Regions from separate parts of the Gossypium arboreum genome. Here region 2 is linked to region 1. Evidence: chromatin contacts called from public Hi-C data. All regions are on one chromosome and are shown on one strand. The core of a region is the stretch at or near the end of the contact, and the rest is flanking DNA. Distances in the headings are between cores, read along the strand shown.

Region 1 (6,001 bases), core at 3,459-5,958:
TAAAAAGATTTGATGGAAGGTGACAACAAAGGCGATGCGTTATGGAACCTTTTGAAGAAGAAATTTCAACAAGCTTCACAAATGATTGTAACCAACCCCTTAAGGATGAACCTTAATAAATGAAGTGTTAAGAGTGTATTCCTACAGTTCTTGAAGAAACCAAGAAGAAAACAACTTTTATAAAATCACAAAAAAGATATCTTGCAAAGATAGATTACTCCAAAAGGTACATTATTAATCAAATAAAAAAAAATGTCGTACCTAATGAATAATGAAGATGCCTTTATATAAGAAAGCTAATTAAATAAAAATAAAAATTCTAAGTGTAATGAAACTCTAATTATTCTGAATAAGAAGTATCTCTAGTTGAACTAAACTTTCTTGTTGACCGAGAAACATAAAACTTTTAAACAACTTAAATACTTTAAAATATCCTCAAAGTTGGAATAAATAAATAAAATATAAAACATAATATTGGGATCATATATAATCAAAATTAATCCTTGAAATCAAACACAATATGATTTAAAATCGAATTAAAGTTTGAAATTTTGCTTGCATAGCCTTTAATAAAATGATAATAACTTGAGCTCTCGCACTTAAAATCTAGTGATTCAAAGTGAATTTTGAAGATAACAGATAGCTCTTTGATCAATATGAAGACATATCAACCCAAAAATTCTTGGATCCAAACCTAAAACTCATCGCTAATCAATCAATCTTTTAAGCTTGAAAAACAACTTCTTTAATGAATTTAAGTTAATAAAATTTACCCCATCCATGCATGTATCACATCCAAATTTGGTGTTCTATTTTTTTTGATATTTTGGGCTTGTCAATGAACCTTTTAAAAGGTTAACACTAACATGTTCTTGGGTTGGAATTTGGACCCCATACTCGTATCATTCCTTCTTTCTAAAAAAGATTTATCCTCGAATTGTGTGTCATTGAATAATATAGTAACTTGATCTTGAATATAACATGTACTAGAATCCAAATCATCAATAGGATTCAAAGTGTCAAGCTCATCCAAAGTCATAGTCACATGTGAAGTTTTCTCACCATCAATAACTTTTTGGTTAATTTGACCATCACAACCTTCTTCTTCACAAATATAAGTACTAGAAGAAGTCTCAACAATATGCATAGGGTCACACAGACTGTCTTTACAAACAGTTGCACTAGAAGTCTCTTGTTCACACATATCTACATCTTCATTGGTGACATTAGAAGAAGACTCCTTAATAGGCTCGGTGTTATTCGATAAACATATTTGATATGTTGGTAAATATTTGATTCTAATGTTAATAAAATCTTATTTAATTCTAACGTCAAGGAAATCTAAGAAATAAAATAACCTAATTTGACTAAAATTATAAGAAATAAAATAAATAAAAATTATAAAAAAGCATAACCGAACCGAGTCTAGTATCATGCGTAAGAGGGAGAATGAACCCATTCGAACTGACCTGAGCTTTCGGGCTTAGGCCTCATGTGCATGTGCCCATCCTCTAATTTTAGCTCTTGCAAGCTTAAAGTAAAACAGCATTATATAAACATAATTTTGATAGGTATATTTAAAGTATGTGAGATTTGTGTAAACCTTTAAAATATATAAAATTTCCAAAAGAATTATCCCAAATTATATAACCTAAATAAGTCTTATTTCATATTGACTATGCAATTATAATTATTCTTTTTTTAAATTAATAATCGGATTGGGCTTATATATAATAATTAAAAATATAAAAAATTTCAAAATTTATCAAAACATTACTGAAGGCCCAAAACTCAAAATGGCCCGTTAAAGAAAAAAATATCTTAGAAACTAAGAAAAATAAACAGAAAATTCTAGAGTGTAATTATTACTATCGTCCTAATACCCAATCAGAAAAATTCTGACTTCTGTCTTTCCATCATTCTGTCATTTCAGTTTTAATGGCGCTACTGTTTTCAAAGGAAGCTTTAATCCCCGTGACTTTTGATCTGTTCATTTTGAAACTTCCTCACTTTCTCTCCATCTCCTTTCTTCTTCAATCCGGTTCTCTCATGCTATCATTTTCCATTTGGTTTTCAACATATTTGGGGACACTCTCAACTAGGTACATCTCTTCCTTCTTCTTCAAAGTTTCTGTTGCAAAAATATGGGCTAAAACATTTGTTGTTCTTGGGGTATATTCGAACCATAGACTTCTGGATCTGATCTTTAACTGATGAATATCATGTATATAAGCCCCTATCTATGATTTATCATACCCTTTAGCCTTGCATTTCTTTATTATCGATAAAGAATCGCCCTCAATGATGATTTATGGCCATTGCATGTCAATTCCTAACTGGGTTGCTTTACAGCAAGCAAAGGCTTCAACAGCAAAGGCGGATGACACTCTTTGAAGAATCTTTGAGCATGATAGGAGGACGAGCCCTTCACTGTTTTTGACGACTATTTTGGATGCCGACTGATGATTCCGCTCATCATAGGCTCCATCAAATTTAATTTTTATTGTTTGGCCAGGTGGGTGTTTCCATTTTATTTCCTCCTTTAAACCTTTGGATGTTATTTTTCCAACACCGTGTAGCTTTGTTATATAGTTGTGGACAAATTTTGCTATCTCCTGACCAAATCTGTTTGTCTTTTTATGAATACAAGCATTTCTGTCTCCCTAGATGGCCCATAGCGCACAGCAAAATTTTTGCAATGACTGAAAGGATGTTGAACGAAAACCCTAGTAAGCCACTGTTCAAATGTTATATTAGATTCCTGTTTAAAGTTTGAGGTCGATAATGCTCTCCAAAATGACACTGAAATAAGACATTTGCGGAAGAGGTGGTCTATTGATTCTGCTCCTTCACTACAACGGGGGCATGCAAAATTGTTTACTAGTTTTCTGTATACCATGTTAGCCCTTGTAGGCAGATAGTTCCATGAGATTTTCCAAATTGTAACTTTAATTTTGGTAGGTAGATCTAAGAGCCAAAGTTTTTTTGTAAAAATCCCTGTAGTCGGTTTGTAAAGCATAAGCTCTAGGATAAAAAATTTGTAATAGTTTGTAGGCACTTCGAACAGAGTATTCTCCCGAAGGTTCCCCGCTCCACGTCAGGATATCAACATGAGGTTCTTTCACCAACGGGATGCTAAGGATCTTTTCTACTTCTACTTCTGGGAAGGTATTGACAATCAGCTTTCTCTTCCATTTCCTTTCATTAGAATCAATTAACTCAGCAACTTTAAAATCTGACAAATTAAAATTACTTGACGATAGTCTAAAGTTTCTTGAATCTGGAATCCAATTGTCATTAATAACGGAAATGATCGTACCCAAACCTACCTTCCAGCAAAATCCTCCTTCCAAAATACCCTTACTCGCCCATATACTCCTCCATACAAAAGTGCTATTATTTCCCAATCACGAGTTTAAAAAAAATCTTCTGGAAAATATTTTGCTTTAAATACTTGCGCAACTAAAGAATTTGGGTAATTTAAGAACCTCTATCCTTGTTTTCTTAGTAATGCGATATTAAATAGTCATACTCTCGAACCCCATTTTGCCTTCCTCTTTAGGACGACACAAATGTTTCCACTAGCACCATTGTATTCCTCTTTTCCCGTGGCCCTTTTGCCACGAAAATCTAGCACAAATATTTTCGATCTCTCCATATAATAAATTTGGTAGAAGAAAGCAAGACATAGCATACGTAGGTATTGCCTGTAGTACTGATTTAAAGAAGATCTCCTTTCTCCCTTACGATAGAAACTTAGTGACGCAGCATTTAATTCCCAGAGACCTTTTTTTTTTTAAATTTTGAAAAGATTCGATTTACCGTCTGCCTAGAACATTAGGGAGAGCCAAATATTTTTCAAGATTTGTTAAGCTTCTTATTCCTAGCATTGTTGAGACTTCTTTTTTTTTCTTCTTTTGTATTTGAGTTGTAGAAGATCGTTGATTTATTAAAGTTTACACATTGCCCTGAGCAGCTTTCATATTCCTTTAGTATCCCTTTCAAAATTGTCGCACCCCTAATTGTTACTTCACCAAACAAAATACAATCATCCGCAAAAAGTAGGTGAGATAACTCCGGCCCTCTTTTGCTTGCTTTTTCACCTTTTAGCAAACCCTCTACCATTTTTTATCTCATCAATGATGAAAGTTCTGCACTACGTATTAGAAAAAGAAATGGACTAAGGGGATTACCTCGGCTAAGCCCCTTTATAGGTTGAAAAGTTCCTCCCTTCTTTCCATTGATATTTACTACATAAGAGATTGTGGTAATGTATTTCATAATTAATACCACCCACTCCCTTGAGAAGCCTATTTGTAACAGTACTATCTTTATAAAGTCCTATTCAACTCTATCATAAGCTTTACTCATATCTAGTTTCACTGCCATATATTCTTTTCTCCTGTTCCCTTTTGTCGAAATCTGTGTAGAATTTCTTATGCTAAAAGCACATTATCATATATAAGTCTCCCTGTACAAAAGCGCTTTATGCTTTACCAATGTAGCTACCAATAACTTCTAGTAAACAATTTGCTAATATTTTTGCCACAATTTTATATATGACAGTACAAAAACAAATATGTCTAAAGCTAACTAATTTTGTAGGATTTTGGACTTTTGGAATAAGAATTTTATCAGTCATATTAAGAGAGTTGAAATTTTGGTCCCTATTCAGGATACCTAAGCAGAAGTTCTAAACATCTTTACCTATTATGCGGCAACACCCTTGAAAGAATAATACTGGAAAGTAAAAAGGTCTTGGTACTTTTGTAGGCCCCATTCCTCTTAAAGTTGTTTGCACTTTTTCTGCCGTAAAAGGAGATAATAAAGCTGAATTTAACTCAATAAAAAAATTTCCTTCAATGCCCATAAGAAGATTTGATGGGTCTTCAACTCCATTTTTCATAAGAAGCTCCTGAAAGAATGAAGTAATAACCTCTTTAATCTCTGAATCATTAGTAATTTCCCTTCATACAATTACAGCCTATAAATTGTGGTAGATAGTCTACAAATTTAGGCGCATTAGTGAAAAAAGGCTGAATTTTTATCCCCAAGCAGAATCTAATTTGCTCTTGCCCTTTGTTCCCAGTATATTTCATCTTTATTAATCTCCATATTAAGATGAATTGTAGTATCAATAATTTTAGCCATTGTTTCATCATACCTTTCTTTCTCTAACAAAACTGAGAGTTCCTTTTTTAACTTTCTTTTTAGTCCCTCTCTACCTCTTTTAATTGTGCTTGCCCATCTCTTCAAACAAAACAATAATTTTTGAAGTTTCTCTATTAACGTCCGTGTTGAGGATTCCCATGATAACTTTACCTCTTGTTCGAAAGACTCTTCCATGGTCCACCACTTCTCAAATTTAAATTTTAGACTCCCTGTAAACATGATTCCATTGTTTGTATTTAAAACGAGAGGGCACTGACCCGACATTGAATAGGGTAGATGTTGAAGACTTACCATTTGAAACAGATTCATCCATTTTTTCATTTGTAACTACCCTATCAAGTCTCTCTTTTATTTTTATTTTTGGCAAGTTCCCCTTTTCCCATGTGAACCAAACCCTCGAGTAACCTATATCCATAAGCTAGCATTCCTCTAAAACCTCTTGAAAGGCTTTCATTCTCCTCTGCTCTATATGAATTACTCCAATTTTTTCAAAGGAGTACATAATCTCGTTAAAATCACCACTTACTAACCAAGGATGGTTGTTTTCTTGGCCCAATTTTCTTAGTAGATTCCACAAAAAATTCTTATGGTTCGAATAAGGTGAACCATAAAACCCCGTAAACTGCCAATCTTCTTTAGTAGAATCCTCTTTTATGATTACATCAATGTGGTTCTTAGAAAAACTTCTCAAATTAACCGTGATATCTCCTTTCCAAGCTAAACACTGTCCACCACGAGAACCTTCAGTTTCAATGTCAATCCCATTCATAAATCCACAGCTCCTTCTAACTTGTTCCATAAGTTTTTTTTTTTAAACAATTTTAGTCTC
Region 2 (5,566 bases), core at 52-2,551, 550 kb after region 1:
TACAATTAGAGTTTTATGTATACGATTGTACATTATACCAAAATTCATGTATAATTTTGAGATTTATCTCATTTCTGAATTATCCTAGAATTTATTAGGATATCAATACCTTGGTGGTAGATTAATATTGTAATTGATATGTATTTTAACAAGTCCAAAAATGCTTATATATTTGAGACTTGTATAGGTTAAAAGTACCAAGAGTTTTAGCACTTATTCTTTATTGGAACCTATTTTAGTAAATGTGTTTGCAAGTAAAACAAGTACAAATAAAGTTTTTCATAGAGAAATTTAACGGAAAATAATTTAAATGTATAATGTAAGTATGAAATTGCTACACTGATAAGTGTTAAAATTTAAATCATAGTTGGAAGATAGTAAATTTACTCTTTAAATAACATCTAATCAACGTAAGTGAACCAAATATTACTGTAATTCATATGTTATATGCTCAGTTAAGACAAATCAATTTTTTCTACACAAACATATAAATTTCGCTATTTAGCCTCCAAAACAGTGGTCTAAAGTTAGCTGTCACTTTCTTCATCCAAAGCTCTCATGGGCTTTAGCCAACCTAATCACCACCTACCAAAAATGATTGGAGCAAGCAACCGGTAGAGAAGAGGGATAATGGTTGGATTTTTCTTAATGTTTTTAAATATATATTACTAATATTATATAGTGTTTTAAATAAATCTGAATAAATATTGTTAATTATTATTTAAATTAAAATCAAATTAAATTGATTTTAAAACGAATTAAATTTAATTAAATGTTGGAAGGGATAATTACGAATCTCGAATATGAACTATGAAATGAAAATAAAGAATAAAAATAAAAAAATATAAGTTTAATTATTAATTTCTTTTCTTTACTTATAAATAATAGCAAGTTAAATTTTTATTTTAAACTTTTTAGGGGCGAAATTAAATTGTAATTTTATTATAGCAAAATATAATTTCACCAATTTAATAGTCTACATCTTTATAATTTTTAAATAATTAAATCAAATTATTATATTGTAGGAGAGCCTTTCTAATTTAAAATTTAAAATTTTTAAAAACTTAAATAAAAAATTTCATTTAAGGGCATGCTGAGTTTTGTTATTTGTTACATACAAATTGTTGAGCTATTAATTATATAGATGAACGATTTAACTGCAAAGTTTAATAATTTTATTGAAATGGACTAAGTTGAAAAGTTTGATAGATTAAAGTAGAAGAAAAAGATTTCAAAATTGATAAAGAAATAAAGAAATTCTAATATATAATTAATTTACTTGTTAAATTAAAAAACATTTGTGTTCTCCCCTTGCTATTCTTTCCCTTTATATAGAGCCCTCCCCTCCCCTCCTCTCCCTCAAACTCGAACAAATAATTGCTTCTCTCTCCCTCAAAAGTCAGCAATAAATCAAATCTAGTCAAAAGCAATGGAACAAAATCCACCAGTGATAGCCAAAAGAGTATGGAGCATAGTAAGAGCTGTTCTCTTCATGATGAAAAAGGGCATATTATCCAAAAGAAAGCTCATGGTTGATCTCAACATGTTGCTCAAACGCGGCAAAATAGCCAGCACCAAAGCCATTGCCAACCTCCCCATGTTCCACCGCCACCAGGTCTCTTCATCGGCGGCGGCGCCGGCCCAGGAGTACGAGTTCAGCTGCAGCAACACCCCTAACTACATCTTCCCTTTCAACATCCCCACCAAGAAGAAGAACAGCATTAACAACTACTACCACCACTTGTTCGCTTGTACCCACGCGCCTCCTACTCACGACGACGACACCGCCGCCATGAACGCCTTCAAGGTTGTCTTGGAGATGCTCAACAACAACATGGGAGTGGAAAGCGATGCTGCTGTTATTGCGGCTTCCCCTATGTTACCAGGGTTCGGACAAACTCCAGTGGTGAGACAACTTAGAATAACCGACTCTCCTTTCCCTTTAAGAGATGTTGATGAAGGTAATGGCAACGTAGATAAGGCTGCCGAGGACTTCATTAACAGGTTTTACAAGGATTTGAAGCTCCAAAATAACAACACTACTGCCTGAGTTATGACAGAACCATATCTTTGCCTCTGTTAATAATTTCCATGTTTGGAGGGAGTTGTTCATGCTTAATTTCTTTTTGGGGGGTTCTAATTTTGTTGTTGATAAAACAAATAAGAAAAGCCCTGGATTTTTCACTTATTCTTTCGTTATAAACTTTTCTATGTTAATCATGCGATCAAATATGGTTTTGGAGTTGAAAGCATTTAAGCAGCTCCTGATATCTTTAGTGGATTATTTTGGAGTATTGGAAATAATTCATGTATATTTGGTTTGTCGGTGGCAAATAAAAAGTTTTCCTTTTGCAATATATGAATATCAATATCAATCCTTAGGGTTTGAGGCAGATCTAAATTACAATGGCCGAATGGAAACCTTGATTCATCAATATGAAAAATAGCATAGCTTTTAAACCCTGAATCCCTCACTTCCAATGGAACTTCATTTTTATGTCTTTACAAATTGATACCATTCCACTAACTTAAAAGTGCACTTATATGGACCCTCTCCCTAAAAGACAAACAAAATAAAAACCCCTATTCCTATCCCTCTCCCTCTCACTTTTGCTTTTTCTTTTTCTTTCTTTTTTTTTTTTTTTGTTCCAAAGTTTAGCCAGAAAAAACAAACTATAATTGAGTTCTGCTCTTGTTTATTTTGAAATTTGGATTTATAGTAATATAGAAAAGTTAGAACAATAAATATGATTAGTGCAATTTAAATACAGGTCACATTTAAGACAGTAAATACTTTTAACAATCAAGCTATCATATGAGGTTTATATATTTATTTTAATTTAAAAGATTATATTTATATAAAATTTTATAATTCAGATTATATAAAATTTAAATAGTTAATATATATTCAAATTATTATGGAGAAATAATAATGAAAAGAATGTACAGAATCTCTTGCCTTAATAATAAATGTAGGTATAAAAATTTAAATTCTATCCCAGACAGTTGTATTTCCCCATCCAATTATATATATGGGATGAAAGTTGGAAAGATGTTGATTGAGGAAAGTAGAATCCAGCCAAGTGTGGTGCATCAGATCAGATTAATTTTGGTTACAGTTTATTGGATAAGGAGATGCGAAAATCACATATTCCTTAAATTAATTCAAAAGTAAAATATATGGAAGCTAGTAGTATACTAATTTTCATCAATTTAATAATAAATGTGAAGCATGCGTGCCATATCTACTCTATATATTATACATACTATAGTATATGTGTTTTATTATACATATCTATATTTTTTTTATAAGGATGATTTGAACACATTAATTTTAAAGAAGATGGACATTCCACCAATAGGCTAATATCAATGCATTAGAATTTATACATTTTTAAATTCTTTGTTTTTTTTTTAATATAATAATAAATTTTAATTTTAATATTTATCATTTTTATTACATTAATCCTGTAACACCCCATATCCGTATTCAATGTTGAAACAGGGTTTGAGGCATTACTGGACTTACCACACAAACAATCATACAATTCCGAGCCATAAATTTCCGTCCAAATTAAAACCATTTACAATTAATCATAAAGTCCGTAATACGAGCCTACGAGGCCCGAAATATGCTTTGGGAGTGGTCCGGGAATAAACCGAGAACTTTAGAAATTTTTACAAAACTTAGAAAATTTTTGCACTAAACAGGGTCACGTGCCCGTGTAGATATAGGACACGCCCGTGTGATTAGGCCGTATGGTCACACACGCTTGTATCCCGACCCCGTGTAACTCTTTGACTTGTAACTCATGAACAAATTGGGATCACACGTGTGTTAGACCGTGTAGAAAATTAATTTTCATAAAATAGGTGCAGACTTCACACGGCCAGGGCACACGCCTGTGTTCGAGGCCATGCCGTCCACACAGTTGAGGTACACGCACGTGTGCTCAATTCTGAGCATTCTGTTTCTCAAAATTAAGGTGCAGGGGACACACGGCCAAAACAGATGCCCATGGGATAGGCCATGTGTCACATACGGCCAGGACACACGCCCGTGTGTCTACCTGTGTGAACAAAATAAAGGCTATTTACCAAGCCATTTGCCACCCTTATTCATACATACACATACACCAATTCAATGACATAAAACATAATATACTTGGGCAACCAAAACACCCACAATTATAGCCAACACATGCCAATACAATAGCAACATCTATCATACTCACAACATTTATTATGCCCTAAATCAATCATGCAAATTTCACATTCATTAAGCCTTAATTTACTGCTTTCAAGACACCTAATTGTACACAAATTTATCATCTCCTCAATATATCACATTTCCAAACATTTCACATTCATGCTATGAATCACGTTCTATTATTCACCAAGCATACCATGACCATATCACCAAAGACATTGGCACATATATGAATATACTTAGGCTTACAACCACGTTAGCCAAAATAAGCTAATTTACACGACCAAATACCAAATCAAGCATTTGACTATTACAAGCCAATACATCGGCTAAAATCATAATGACACATATAACAAAATGATCAAGTCCCTACACATGCCATACTTTTAAAATACTAAGATCACCAATACCCCAAACTGAGAGTTTGATAGTATGATTCGAATCTCCGACAATCTCCGATCCGAGTTAGCTTGGCGACCCTATATAACATGGAAAAATAAACGGAGTAAGCTATATAGCTTAATAAGCTTGTATGCAAGAAATAAGCAACCTTACCATGCATATAACATTTAAATATTATAACATAATTAAATGTAAATTTACCATAGTCTTATGATCATAACTCATTCTACCACAAACTTACCTCATATTCACCGTTTCAAGCATTTAATAAACATGAGCTTTATGTACATACCTGAACCATCTTGAAATGAATTTACACATATTCTCATCTTTGACATACTCGTGAACCACTCGGAATAATAATTCGGATACTCGGGATTTTTGCACACTAAGTGCCACATACGCAGCCAATGCTACCTCAATATCATATCACATAATCACTCACTATCGAGCTATCGACGGGCTTGCTCACACAAGTTGTCAAGTATCCGCAGCATATGCCGGTATACTCAGCCACCGGTTGGACGTACAAGACCAGCACTCGGATCACATAATCACATAACACATAATGACCCTAGTGACATGTCACTTGTATCCTAATCTATTCCTAAGGTTCAACGAGACTTCTCACTTGCCGAATCATCGTCGAACTCGTTCGTAGAATTATACTCATTCACATAATCAAACATACAATTCATGCAATATTAAAGCATTTAAATACAATTATTCTAAAACTTATTTTTAACATACGAACTTACCTCGGTACAAAATGGCTAATAGTTTGATTTAGTTTACAACCTTGTTCTTTCCCCAGTCTAGGTCATAACCTCTTCTTTCTTGATCTATAATATCAAATTTAACTCATTCAATCATCACATTATTCAATTTAATCCCAAAAACACCTTATGGCAAAAATTACATTTTTGCCCTTAACTTTTCAACTTTTTCCATTTT

The links. Hi-C and Micro-C count contacts between places; a contact is called where the count stands out from the background.
Region 2: a Hi-C map of leaf shows a contact between it and region 1, with 5 times the contacts expected there. The contact joins the promoter of LOC108482249 here to the enhancer-like site in region 1. A contact is called at or near these places in 2 of 5 Hi-C or Micro-C datasets (both in leaf).

What each region holds. Positions count from the first base shown.
Region 1 is chr2:26,754,598-26,760,598 of ASM2569848v2, forward strand. It overlaps LOC108467243 (a long non-coding RNA gene), which reads left to right and starts at 1,846. Exons shown (of 4, transcript XR_008277510.1): 1 at 1,846-2,102; 2 at 2,353-2,515; 3 at 2,651-3,168. Within about 2 kb of position 4,709, at least 1 of the 2 cell types and tissues checked has an H3K27ac peak or open chromatin away from gene starts, as enhancers often do. A contact at or near this core is called in leaf, where this site is marked.
Region 2 is chr2:27,309,951-27,315,516 of ASM2569848v2, forward strand. It overlaps LOC108482249, which reads left to right and starts at 1,302. Exons shown (of 1, transcript XM_017785367.2): 1 at 1,302-2,355. The coding sequence starts at 1,430. The coding sequence ends at 2,050.